4 separate regions of the Mus musculus genome follow, and all the other regions are linked to region 2. A link is a contact called in public HiChIP or PLAC-seq and promoter capture Hi-C data. All regions are on one chromosome and are shown on one strand. The core of a region is the stretch at or near the end of the contact, and the rest is flanking DNA. Distances in the headings are between cores, read along the strand shown. Region 1 holds the start of Prxl2c (peroxiredoxin like 2C). Region 2 has its middle 71 kb from the start of Fam240b. Region 3 holds the start of Cntnap3 (contactin associated protein-like 3). Region 4 holds the start of Spata31d1c (spermatogenesis associated 31 subfamily D, member 1C).

Region 1 (3,421 bases), core at 107-2,606, 260 kb after region 2:
AAATAGAACCCACCTACAGGATAGAAGCCTTAACTGTGTTAGGAATTCTTTCTTGTATGCACTCTTTGTGCGTGCTTTATTTGTTTCTGTGGTCTCCTTTGAAGAAACAGGCATAGAAGGGACTTACTGCTCTGCCTACAATGACTGGTCCTGATTACTGAGGAGAACAGGGGACTAAGGAAGTGTCTGGAAAACAGGCTGTCCCATAGAATGTTTAAAGACAATGGAAATGAGTTTGGTCACTGTATCGGGTAAAGACCCACAACCAGCTGAAGTGGCTTCTCTGGGAAAAGGGAATACAGAATGGGAAATGTAAGGCGGTGATTACAAATGCCAGGTGCTGGGCCTGGGAGATGGCACTGTAGATAAATGCACTTGCCATGAGTTCAATATTTGGGATCCACACGATGGAAGCAGAGAGCCAACTTCCAAAAGTCCTTCGACTTCCACACACAAGAGGAACTTGTATATACCCACAAAGAGACAACACACACACACACAAAATAAATAAAATGTAATTTAAGTTTTATTTGTTATTTTTTTTTTTTTTGAGACAGGGTTTCTCTGTGTAGTCCTGGCTGTCCTAGACCTGTCTTGTAGACCAGGCTGGCTTCGAATTCAGCCATCTGCCTGCTTCTGCCTCCCAAGTGCTGGAATTAAAGCGTGCACCACCACAGCCTCAGCTATTAATCTAAAAATTTTAATGAACTGTTATTTTTAATTTCTTCCTCCCCACCCACTCCTCCTCTGTCTCTCTCTCTCCATTCCTCTGTCACTCTTTCTGTGTGAGTGCAGATGCCTGCAGAATCCCCAAGAAAGTGTCAAGAGTTACAGGCAGTTATGAACATTTGATGTGGGAACTGAGAATCTAACTTGGGTCCTCTTTCAGAGCAGTAGGCACTCTGAACAGTGCCTACTGTGGGTGCCAGAGTATCAGATACCCTGAGACTAGAGTTGTGAGCTGCTATGTGGATGCTGGAAACTGAACCCCCTGGTTCTCTACCAGATAAGCCAGGGCTGTTAACCCCTGATCTATCTTTCCAGTCCTTCTTCAGCATTTCCTGTGTTACGACTGTAAAGAATATGATTTTTATTGGAAAGTGTTGTAGGCAGTAGAAAGAGGGAGTGCCTCAGCCGCACCTCCCATAGCACTGTCCCCTCCCTTGGTATTCAAACTGGAAGAACGGTTTGGAGTGTTTTCCTTCTGTAGCTCCGTAGCGTCCCTTGTGGCCACGCCTCCGAAGGGTCGGCCCCGCGTGGCCCCGCCTCCAGTCCCCTCCTCACCCTCGTGACCCCGCCTTTCCAGTCTCAGCCCCGCCCCTCCCCCTTAACCCCGCCCCCCGCGGTCGGTGGCTGACCTGAGCGGTCGCCCTCCTCCGCGATGGCCGCGCCGGTGACGCGGCAGGTCAGCGGCTGCGCAGGCCGGGTCCCGAGCCCGGCTGGCTCGGTCACAGAGCGCGGGCAGCCGCTAGCGGCCGCCGTAGCGGAGCTGCCCGTGCTGGACGCGTCTGGGAGACGGGTGACGTTCGGAGCGCTGTTCCGAGAGCGGCGAGCCGTGGTGGTGTTTGTGAGGGTGAGCACGGGTAGGGCGGGAGGGGAAGTGCCTCTCGTTGGCCGCCCAGATCCTGGGCCGCGGCGGGTGCAGCACCTCGCCTGGAACCGACCGCCCGGACCTTCTGGAACCTGGCTGCTACCTTGTTGACGTGCTCTTCTGCATGGTTGCCTTTCAGCATTTCTTGTGTTACGTCTGTAAAGAATATGTCGAAGATCTGGCCAAAATCCCCAAGAGCGTCCTCCGAGTAAGTTTCCCGAGTGAGCAACAGCGGCCGATGCAGTGGGGGTGAGCTGTGGGTGGGTGGCCCCTCCTTCATCCTCTGGGGCTGCTGAGACCCACGGGGGTCTATTTCTGTCCTAATGCGCTCTTTTGCGCCCTCTTGGGATCGGACTACCATAATTTTACCTGGTAAAAATGCCTGTGTCAAAATGTTGCGTAAGAACGCAAAAAATCAAAACACAGACAGCAACTGTGTTTACAACCCAAATAGTAATCCATTATAGGAAAATGTAACGTATATTAAAAGTGCAGCTTTGCGTTTTTCTTCAGTCGCCAGAAGAGCTTTGTAACTGAAGACACTGGGCATTTGTAAAACTAAGATCTATTTTCAGCACACATTTACAGGATGAGTGAGGAAAAAATTAAAAACTTCTGCCTGCCCTTCTATTCCTTTTGTTTATAATACACTGAAGCATCTTTGCGTTGTAAACATTTTTAATATTGTTGGCATAAGTTACTCAGCATAAAGAGAAATGGGTCTCGTGATATTTTCATACATGCCTATTCTGTTATTATATGTGGTCACCCCTTCTTGCTGCTTCCCTCCTCCAGAGCCACACTGGTCATCTTTGTCTTCTTAATATTCCTTTACCCTCTCATTCCCTCATGCATCTAGACCTCATCCTCACAACACCCTTTCTACTCTACATAAATATGTGCATATAAACTTAAGCCTAGTTCTGCATGTGAGAGAAAACAATACTATATTTGTCTGTCTGTGGCTTGTTTGACTTGGCATAATGTCCATTTCCACTCATTTCCTGCAGTTCATAAACATTACCTCATTCTTCATAACTGATTACATTTCCCAGTGTGTGTGTATGTGTGCGTTTATGTGTGTATGTGATGTGGGGGGTTGTTGTTGTTGGGTTGTTTGGGTTTTTTTTGTACATGCATCTGCTGGCAGATACCCACACTGGTTCTGTATTGTGAATAATGAAGCAATAAACATGATGTGTATGTGCTTACAAAGAACATATAAAGATTATTTTATTTATATGAGTACACTGTCACTGTCTTCAGAAACACCAGAAGAGGGCATCCTATCTCATTACAGATGGTTGTGAGCCACTATGTGGTTGCTGGGAACTGAACTCAGGACCTCTGGAATAGCAGTCAGTGTTCTTAACCATTGAGCCATCTCTCCAGCCCTCACAAAGAACATTTAAAGTAGATGGCTTTTGGTGATTTTGGAGTAGCACATTACTAGTAACTGTGTCACTGTGCTGGACAGCACATTTCTAAAAGGATCCCTCTTGCTCATGTCTCCCTGAAATTGTACCCTTTGAGCACGTTTCAGTGTGTTCCACCCCCTTTCTCCCAGCCCGTGGTAGCCACTGTTTTGTTCTCTACTTCCATGAGTTATAATGTTTGACTCCGTATGTATTCCGTGTGAGGTCATCCAGTGTTTGTCTTTCTGTCCCTGGCTTATTTCACTCAGCAGAATGGCCTCCATGTTTTACAGATAACAAAAACAAACAAACCCCTCAGCCAGGCTTGCTGGCCCATGCCTTTAATGCCAGCACTCAGGAAGCAGAGAGAGGCAGGAGTAGCTCTGAAAGTTAGAGAGCAGCCTGGCCTACAAAT
Region 2 (2,977 bases), core at 425-2,924:
CATCTAAGTAAGAGAATCCAGTAACAAAAGATTGTGTAGTTTATAATTGAAATTAGAATATAAAGTTAGTGGCTACTCAGGGCTGCAGGTAAAGGAGCAGTTGGGAAAGATGGATGATGGGCAGTGACTGCTAACAGGAATAAGTTCTGTTTAAGAAAGATGATGATATTTCCAAAATTAGAGAGTAGTAATGGTTTCAAAACTCCATGACTGTATTAAGATACACTGCAGTTTAAAGGGTAAGTCCCACAGAATATAAAATTTTGTGCCAGTAAAGCAGTTTCTCCAAAGGCTTTCCCTATAGAACATGCCTCCTATAGAACATGCCTCCCCGACTTTCATTCCGAATACTTGGTCCTCAAGCAAGAACAAAAAGAAAATTCCTGTGTTTGTTTGAAACAAGAGTGTCTGGGCTCAGAGAAAGGAGGTGAATGGCCACAAGAGACACTTAACATCATGTGACTGAGAGAGATACAAAAGGTAGAAAGGACACAGGCAACACATACTGAGTAAGTCTTTTAAAAACCTGTAGGAAAGATGGCTCAGTGGTTATGAGCATGTACTTCGCCTGCTGAGGTGACCCGTCCAGCAGGTCCAGTTATTCGAGGGTCTCGAGGGGACCTCCTCCTAAGAACCAAATGGGGGGCGGGGAGACAAGGGTCTTGTACGAGTAACGACACGGAAACCATTCTGAAGTTGTATCAAGACCCCAATGTATTGAGAAAGGTCCAAGGCTTAAATGCACAAGCAAAAGGAGAAGTACAGACACTTATCAGTGGGAGGGGTGGGGCAATACAAGCAAAAGGAGAAGTACTTATGGGAGGGGGCAATAGAAATTCTTTCTTTTGGCAGCTACACGGGGAAGCAGGAACTTGGTGGTATCAGGGTGTGGTCAGGACATCGGTGATGACCTAGGGCTGGAACATCCCGTGGTTCTCGGAATCCATGTGTCGGTGGCCCGCTTTTGACCCCTTTTTCTTCTTGGTGAGAGAGGCCCAATTTAGAGATCAAGAGTTGTCTTAATAGCTCCCAACACTGAGGCTCACAGCTACCTATAACTCCGTCTCCAAAATAGCCCTCTTCTAGTCTACACTTTTTTTTAAAAAAATCTTTAAAAATACTGTAGAAAAACTGACATGATATTAATTAAAGAATATGAAGTCCCATGTATGACAACAAAAAATGTATTGAAGTGTACAAACGGCAGACAGAATGCTCCCTAGTAAAATAATTCTATCCTGAGTTGAAGGGCTTTAATTAGATTCAGATGTTAATTTGACATGAAGTTGTGACCTATTTCCCTATTGACCCAATATCTCTGTTAGATGGTTGGACCACTGAAGCCCTTCCCCTCCCCTGGGAAGATTTAGGGAACCCAAAAATTCAGATGGGAGAAGGCAAGAGGGCTCAGCGGATAAAGCACAGCAGTGAAAGTCTCTCTTGAATCTGATTCCTTGATCTCCCTCAAAGGCAGATGGTGAAAACCTACTTTCAAATCGAAACGCTGTCCTATAACTTCCGTGCACGCACAGCCTGTGAGTGGGAAGCACTGACCCTGTACTCCCACAGCACTGAGGTGAAGGTGGAGAATCACTGACACTCCCCAACCAGGGACAGCTGCTTCAGATAGTGAACTGTGGCCAGTAAGTGCACAATGTCAAGAGGCATTCCATGCAGCTGCTCATAAAGTCTCAGCGGGATCGAGCCTTCCCCTTCAAAGGCAGCCATTTTAAAACTGACTTCTTACCTACTCAGCAGGCTCTCAGCAGGCTCTCTCATTATGCCTCCTACATTCTCTTCCCAAACAAATCAGATGCTTGAATACCTTTGTATTTTGTTGTTTTTAGACAAAAGTCATAATAAGAAATTTTTGAATATTAGTGTTAAGTACAAAATACAAAATATACATTAAAATGGCTAATCGTTAATTCCAGAGCAAGGGGAAATTGCTAAAAGATTAATCATAGACTAGAACATGACTAAGCCCAGAGCAGTAGGTCAGCAGACATTATAATGTAAACTTTTAATAATAATGCAATCACATTTTGATAGAATATTAAGTGGTTGGAAGATTGATGCATGGTGAATGTGGGCAGTGATTTTGTAGTACTATAAGAGAACTATTGTGCCTATAAGTTTAATTAGGCCCACTTGGACATCTCACATGGACCTGTACCGTGTATCATTTAGCATATTTGTGCCAATCATAATTGTTCAGCTTAAAGTTTTTTCCATCCCTAGGTACAGAAATTGCCAGATCTCTATAGCAACAAGAACCTAAGAACTCTGGTTCTGGTTGCCCTAGAGACAAGAGCACCTTAGCACAGATGCAAATATCAATAGCCATAAAGCAAAGCTCTCTCTTAGCAAAAATGGCTTAAGATCCTTTATGAACAAAGACCCTCAACACTAACCTGGACTGAATACATGTATAAGAAAGGGGAATAACTACTAAGAATGTTCCCCCAAACAGAAACCCTCCTTACAGTCATCTAACCTCTGGTTATGTTTGGTCCAAACTACTATCCCTTACCTAAGAGTGCAACTACAACCAAGTGGGTGGACCTCAGACAGAGTTAAGGCTCACCAAAGAAAAAAATTTTAATGTAAGAGTTATTTTTGGTTTCAAAAGATAAAAGTAATTTCTTTAGATAACTATGAGCCACCCAGAGTTAAGAAAATTAGCTTGATACATTCAAAGAGAGACTAGAGGCTGGAGAAAAAAGATTCCTACCCATTAAAGCCTTTTCCTGTCTCAAAAGTAGAAAATTAACACAAACTTCTGGCAGAGTCCTGTAAGGAAGCAAAAGATAAAACTGAAAGACTCAAACAAATAAAAAATATTCTCACCAGTGCTGGTCACTATCCTGTCTGATCTGGGGGTTGTAGCTCAGTTGGTAGATTCCTTACCTAGCATTTGAAATGTCCTGGTTTGATCCTTGGGTCTCCATAAACTAGGTGTGGTAGTATATACCCT
Region 3 (3,122 bases), core at 19-2,518, 330 kb before region 2:
GAACATTGTTTCCGGACAAGAATTTATTTTAAAAAATGAATGTATTTGTTATAATGTACAAGCAGCTTTATATAATTAATTCAAGCTGTAAATATTTATGAGATCATCATCCCATAAAAAAGTAATATGTGAGTAAAATCCTACCAAAAAGATGAAACACAGGACCTACCATTCAAGGAGGGAATGCCTAAGCCAGAGTAAACTCTCTTAAGTTTTAACAAGTAACTTTCAAGTGTCATGACATTTTTACACAACTTTCTGTGCGTGCGTGTGTGTGTGTGTGTGCACGTGTGTGTGTGCACACTTCCCTGACCTTTCTCACGTACCTTACTGGAGGACCTGACCAAGATGAAGGTAGTAAGGCATCTGCCTCAAGGTGAAAACTTCAAGAGACACTTAGAAATCAAGATTAATAATATTTTAGTGCAAAAAAGAAAAAAAGAAAAAAGAAATCATGTGCTGAAAAAAATATTTTAGTGCTGGCAAAGATTAAATTTAATGGGAAAAAAAAGATGCGGGGGCAGGTGCTTAGACATTAGGGACAACACAACAAAAACCCTGTTAACAAGTGAGTCTCATCAGACTTGCCTACCAGCAGTTTGACCCATGAGCTTTCAGATAGAGCGCTTCTGTATGCATCTGTAGAGTCCTTTCTGGCCCATTGTTTTTTGATATGAAACAGAGCAGAGTCAACCCTAGATGTACTCTCTGCAGTCCATTACCAAGGTGATAACACCTGGCCTTTGCAAACAGCTGTCCTAGTATGGCAGGTTTGTGTGTGTGTGTGTGTGTGTGTGTGTGTGTGTGTGTGTGTGTGTGTGTGTGTGTGTGTGTGTGCGTGTGTGTGTGTGTGCGCGCGCGTGTGTTCAAAAATGAGTCAGGTGGTCCCCAGAGTCCAGTGCATACATCCAGGTGAGAGAGGCAGCTGCATGAATGAACTGAGGATAGCTACCAAGACAGTGAGCAGAAGCTCCTATGTCCTCTCAGACTAGCATTTGATATCTGCCACCTTCAGGGACTTAAGTTGGGAGAGCCAGGGCTCGTACCTCTGGGACAGGTAGGGAGTCACATAGTCTGGAGCTGGAGAGGCTGTCGTCGCAAGGTGGCGGTCCTTACACGCGCAGCGCGGGGATCGGGATTGTGTGCAGCTGGAGCAGAGGCTCTGGCTTCTACGTTGCCAGAGCAGGGATAGCAGCCTGTGAGTTGCAAGAGGAAAGCCGGCAAGCAGGGAGGGTTGTCAGAAGCCAGGCAGGACACTGAAGCCACCCAAGCAGCTGCTGCTCTCTTTATAGAGTTTCTGGAGCCCAAAGTGATCATGGCACGGGTCAACGGAGCATTCCTGGATGCGTTGCTGCTTCTGCTGCTGCTGTCTGTTCAGACCCTGCCCCTAGTAGCAGCAGGAGATCCACGTAAGTACAGCAAAATGCTTAAAACTTGCTCTAGGCTATCTGGAAAACTTTGCATTTAATTCCTGGTTTAATTTGAATCCGAATAGCAGAGCATAGGGCTGGTGAAAAATAAAAATGGGGTTTCAAATAAACCCTATTCAGTTGCAACCTGAAAAACTAAAATTTATTTACGATAGACTTTCATCTTCTGAGAGGGTCTAAAATACATAGTGTGTATTTGAATTTATTTATATATCTGAATAATCACTAAGGGGGTGAATGTTTCATAAAAACAGAAAGACCCATGTGTTAGGAATTAATTGGCCAACACTATCATTTATTCCCCTTGAATGGAACAATTTCCAGGAATTAAGTCCATCAGAGAAATGACTGGCAGGCATTACATCATCCTGCATCAGTTTAGCTGCTACCAGCATACAGTTTTGCAGACCTTGGTAGCTTCAGAGTTAAGATGCTAATTAACTCTTAAATACTGCAGGGATGGAGCAGCTATAGATCAGCCTAAATTTTATAGGCCAAATTTGGCACCCTGCTCAAATTGCTCAGAGGGGGGGGAAAACACGTGGGTATTCTCTTCACAGAACAGGTTGTTTCTAATAGTAAAAGTTATTGTTTAAAGACAAAACTTTGCTAGTCATTCTCTATGTGTCAACATTTACATTTAAAAATTTTGTCACGGAGTGCTGTGTTTCTGATTTGGCAAAAATCTAGCATGCTTTTATTTGTAGAATGGTCAGTATTTTAGTGGAGTAATAATAATCCAGATAGTACAGAAAAACCCAATACTTTTATTTTTATCTTTCACGAAAATGTAAAAATATGCCTCAATTAAAATTCTACTGATTTAATTCAGCTATGAGTTTAGAATTTTAAAAATATATTCCTCCTTGAATTAAAAAAATAACTTTTTAAAAGTAAGTTTTTTTTTTCTTTGACAGTCCCATGTATGCATATAATGCACTCTGGCTCCTCTCCCCACAGAAACTTTACCTGATATCCTAACAATGACGTCGCTCACACCCCTTTCCTACTGGTCCCTTTCTCAGATTCATCACTTTTGGTTTGGTTTTGTTACCCATTTAGTTTAACCACGACCATCCGTGTCACCACCTGATTGGAACTATTCACATTTTTCCTCCTTTCTGCTTTCACTCCTCTCAGTCCAAACCTCATTGAATCAGCTAATAAAAGCTAGTTGTCATATTTAGAAATACAGATCACTGAAGGGCAGGATCCCCTGGAGGCAGCTCTCAGGGTTCACCTCAACCTTCTTTATGAAGTCTGCCATACTCCAGAGTTCTTCGTGCCCTGAATCCTCAAGCTGAGATAACGCCCACGGCTGATAGTGCAGTCCCTGTATTGAACACCTATACTCATGCCTTTCACATCCAACAGTCTTAATTTACAAAATTTATCCCACCTCTGTATAAATTATAAAAAAAGTTAAAAGCTTAATTTTGTCTCATAGGAAGGCTTTGCTAATAAAACGTAGAACCCAATTTGAAGGGTCCTATGACAGGGCCTATGAAGAAGAAATGAATCGCTTGTAAGGGAAATAAAATCACAATAAAGTAATTCAACAACCAGCTAGTAAAACGCATAATGATAAATCGCTAGAGATCACTTTCACTATTTGATAAAGAGCTTCAAGAGTCTCAGCTTGAGAAAAAGAGAACAGAGGCAAGAAGGCCTTAGCAGCACTACCTTTTCTAG
Region 4 (3,010 bases), core at 95-2,594, 460 kb before region 2:
ATCTACATTGTCCCATGTGATGATACTTAAAACACCATATAAAGCACACAGGCCTTAGTTTCCTCAGAGGTGTATGGGCACCTACATGTTAAGCATGTGTATCATACCAGAAGGCAGGAATGTGTGGCTCTAAAACAACCAGCCAACCAAACAACCAAACAAACACGTAGTGCTCCCTGGACTTATCCAGTGCTCACTGTATACATGGAACACACTCTCCTGATAGTGCATGTCAGCTTCATGTCCACAGGAGTGCAGAGAGGGAACTGACTCTGGTATGTTTATCACGCTGCCTTCCAGTGAGTCTCTCCTTTGAGAACTATTTCTTGTCAGTTAATTATCTGGCAACTTTACATCCTCAGATCATAGACCTAAGACCTTATGGAAATGACAGGATGGTAAACTGGGAAGAGGAGATCCAGCAGATAGATACCTACCTTTAAGTGACTTCCTCCTTTCTTTGTTAGCTGAGCCCTGGTACTGTGGACATAGAGAAATGAACAAGGTGTTAGAATTTTCCCTCATGTTTATTTTCTGAAGAAACCCAGATTTCATAAACCAAGATTATTATGACATTTGTTCAGTTAATGAAATTTAGTTCTTTCTTAAATTAACTTTTGGAGGTGACCTGATGTTTTCTTTTTCCTTCTTTGGGAAATTAAAGGAGAATTTTGTCTGTAAGAGCTATACTTGGAGTTATCAGTTAGAAAGTTGAGGCCAGCAGCAACATCTGTGCTTTTCTGGAGACAGGATTGTCCAGTGGGACAAAGCTTGAGTTTCAGGTTCTTCTCAGAGCCTTCAAGAAGTCAGCACTGCTTTCCTGACCAGCTCAACCTGGCTGATTGTTGGGTAAATCTACATGCAGGGTGAGAAATAAGCCTGGGATTCTCATTCAGGTGTTCAGCAGGAGAAGCTATTCTCCTTTGAATATTTAAGTGAAAACTTTAGTCCTCTCTGTATTCCTCCCATGCCAGGACTCATGCCCTAGGACAGCAATGTTTTTTTCTCTCCCCAGTGTCCCATATCAGTCATGTTTCTGAGACAGACAGGCTCATCCAGTACTAAATCCAGTACTCATTGAGTTCTGTAGTACATCAATAAAAAATATCTCTTGGGGGTTCATCATACATCCTCACCTTTTTGATGTCCTGACTTTTCCAAGGTGGTGGGAAGAATTGTTTCAGTATCAAATACCACAGGTATAGAAGAATAGACCAAACTCCACTCAGAAAGATGTAATTGGAGCCAATATCCAAGAATGCTGATCCAAAGCCTAACCATGATCTATTTAGAAAAGAGAGGATGTTCTCCATACACTGAGTCTCATGGATGCCTGAGGTATATGAGTTCTGAGATTGCATGGGCCTCACTGTAGGCCTAGGTCTGCATCACAGAGCAAGGGAGAGTCATAGAGGGTTTGTGAGGACAGAGAGAAGGGTGAGCCCTCAGATCCTCCCTCCCCCTCCTCCAAGCTCCTTCACTGACTTCTGCTTGAGACTGCTGCTCTGTTTCCACCCCTCCTTCCTTACTTCACTTTATGTTCCTCAGGGAACTTTCTTGTTACCTCTGTAATCTGGATGCCAACCCATTCCCCTTTAGTGTTTGCAGCTCTTGAATTGGAGTCATTCAGTTCTCCAGACTAGAGTGTCCAAAAGGATGCCTTGAAGTTTAGCTTTGGGCCAGATATTTAGTCTCAGCAGCACAAATGTCCTCCCTCTAACACAGCAGTCTCAAAGTTGAGGGTTGTGACCCCCTTGGATATCAAATTGCCCTTTCACAGGGGTCACATATCAAGATATTCTGTATGTCAGATATTTATATTGTGATTAATAACAGTAGCAAAAGTACAGTTATAGAAATAGAAATGAAATAATCTTATGGTTGGGAGTCACCACAAGAACTGTATCAAAGGGTCACAGCATTAGGAAGGTTGAGAACCACTGCTCAAATATAATATTTCTTCTCTACAGAATGGCTCTTTTTCCGAATCCAGCTATACAACAAAAGTATTTCCTCATACATTTACTTTTGTGAATATACCATAGCAAACTTTGCTTCAGTCAGAAGGACAGGCTGAATTACAAAACTAACATAACTAAAAGATGTGTATACAAACTTCAAACCTCTTGGGCTAGTGGGATATTCCATTTACTTTTCTGGAGTGATTGAAGCTTTGGGTAGACCAAGATTTCACAGATAACTAAACTTCTTTTCAATTTTCCCCCCTCAACAACCATCCTCTGAACTCTGAACATCCATCCTTCACCAAATTTCCAGGTAGCTTTTTCCTACCTGGAAATAGTGGTATGTATACATCTGTATCTGCTGCCTGTCTCTAACCCTTAGCTTTGTGAACATCAAGTGGCATTTATGTTTTGTTTAACACAACTCTCACTTTATAGTCCAAGCTAAACTAGGTCTCACCATATAGCCCAGGCTGTCCTCGACCTTGTAAGCAATTCTTTTGTCTCAGGTTTTCAAGGGCTGGAGTTATAGATATACACCACCACACTCAGGTCGTCAGCAGATGTTTACTTTGGTTTCGGTTTTGGTTGGTTAGCTGATTGGTAGGGACTCATGTGACAAAGGATGTCCCCACTGTAGCTAAGAATGAACTTGAACTCCTGATCCTCACAGGTGTGCTGTGCCACCATTCCCTGCTCTCATGGCAGTTTTTTTTTTTTAAAGATTTATTTATTATATATGTAAGTACAATGTAGCTGTCTTCAGAAACTCCAGAAGAGGGCATCAGATCTCATTACGGATGGTTGTGAGCCACCATGTTGTTGCTGGGAATTGAACTCAGGACCTTCAGAAGAGCAGTCAGTGCTCTTAACCACTGAGCCATCTCTCCAGCCCATCTCATGGCAGTTTTTGAGGACAATTTCTTATCCTATTTCTGTCTTTCTTTTTTTTTTAATTACGTATTTTCCTCAATCACATTTCCAATGCTATCCCAAAAGTCCCCCACACCCTCCCCCCGCCAACCCCCTACACACTCATTCCCGTT

Evidence for each region. Promoter capture Hi-C pulls out the DNA fragments that hold promoters and counts their contacts. HiChIP or PLAC-seq counts read pairs in DNA pulled down with a chosen protein or histone mark.
Region 1: an H3K27ac HiChIP or PLAC-seq map of embryonic stem cells shows a contact between it and region 2, with 5 times the contacts expected there. The contact joins the promoter of Prxl2c here to the enhancer-like site in region 2. A contact is called at or near these places in 4 of 39 promoter capture datasets (embryonic stem cells, hippocampal neurons and stem cell-derived epiblast-like cells), 28 of 484 Hi-C or Micro-C datasets (the C2C12 cell line, the G1E-ER4 cell line, Sertoli cells and 9 more), 5 of 115 datasets of contacts at active chromatin or transcription factors (astrocytes and embryonic stem cells) and 2 of 9 other capture datasets (embryonic stem cells and pancreatic islet).
Region 3: a contact with region 2 is called in a promoter capture Hi-C map of embryonic stem cells, with 3 times the contacts expected there. The contact joins the promoter of Cntnap3 here to the enhancer-like site in region 2. A contact is called at or near these places in 19 of 39 promoter capture datasets (the 3T3-L1 cell line, 3T3-L1-derived adipocytes, the C10 cell line and 12 more) and 1 of 484 Hi-C or Micro-C datasets (embryonic stem cells).
Region 4: a promoter capture Hi-C map of embryonic stem cells shows a contact between it and region 2, with 5 times the contacts expected there. The contact joins the promoter of Spata31d1c here to the enhancer-like site in region 2. A contact is called at or near these places in 11 of 39 promoter capture datasets (3T3-L1-derived adipocytes, the HPC-7 cell line, cranial neural crest and 7 more) and 1 of 115 datasets of contacts at active chromatin or transcription factors (embryonic stem cells).

Annotation. Positions count from the first base shown.
Region 1 is chr13:64,310,645-64,314,065 of GRCm38.p6, reverse strand. Prxl2c (peroxiredoxin like 2C) reads left to right here and starts at 1,356. Exons shown (of 6, transcript NM_025370.3): 1 at 1,356-1,573; 2 at 1,731-1,799. The coding sequence starts at 1,382.
Region 2 is chr13:64,567,773-64,570,749 of GRCm38.p6, reverse strand. No RefSeq gene overlaps it. Among named protein-coding and RNA genes, the nearest start is that of Fam240b, 71 kb to the right of the region's middle. Within about 2 kb of position 1,674, at least 6 of the 459 cell types and tissues checked have an H3K27ac peak or open chromatin away from gene starts, as enhancers often do. A contact at or near this core is called in embryonic stem cells, where this site is marked.
Region 3 is chr13:64,902,034-64,905,155 of GRCm38.p6, reverse strand. Cntnap3 (contactin associated protein-like 3) reads left to right here and starts at 1,268. Exons shown (of 24, transcript NM_001081129.1): 1 at 1,268-1,409. The coding sequence starts at 1,316.
Region 4 is chr13:65,031,392-65,034,401 of GRCm38.p6, reverse strand. Spata31d1c (spermatogenesis associated 31 subfamily D, member 1C) reads right to left here and starts at 1,344. Exons shown (of 4, transcript NM_001083890.2): 1 at 1,137-1,344; 2 at 438-480. The coding sequence starts at 1,313.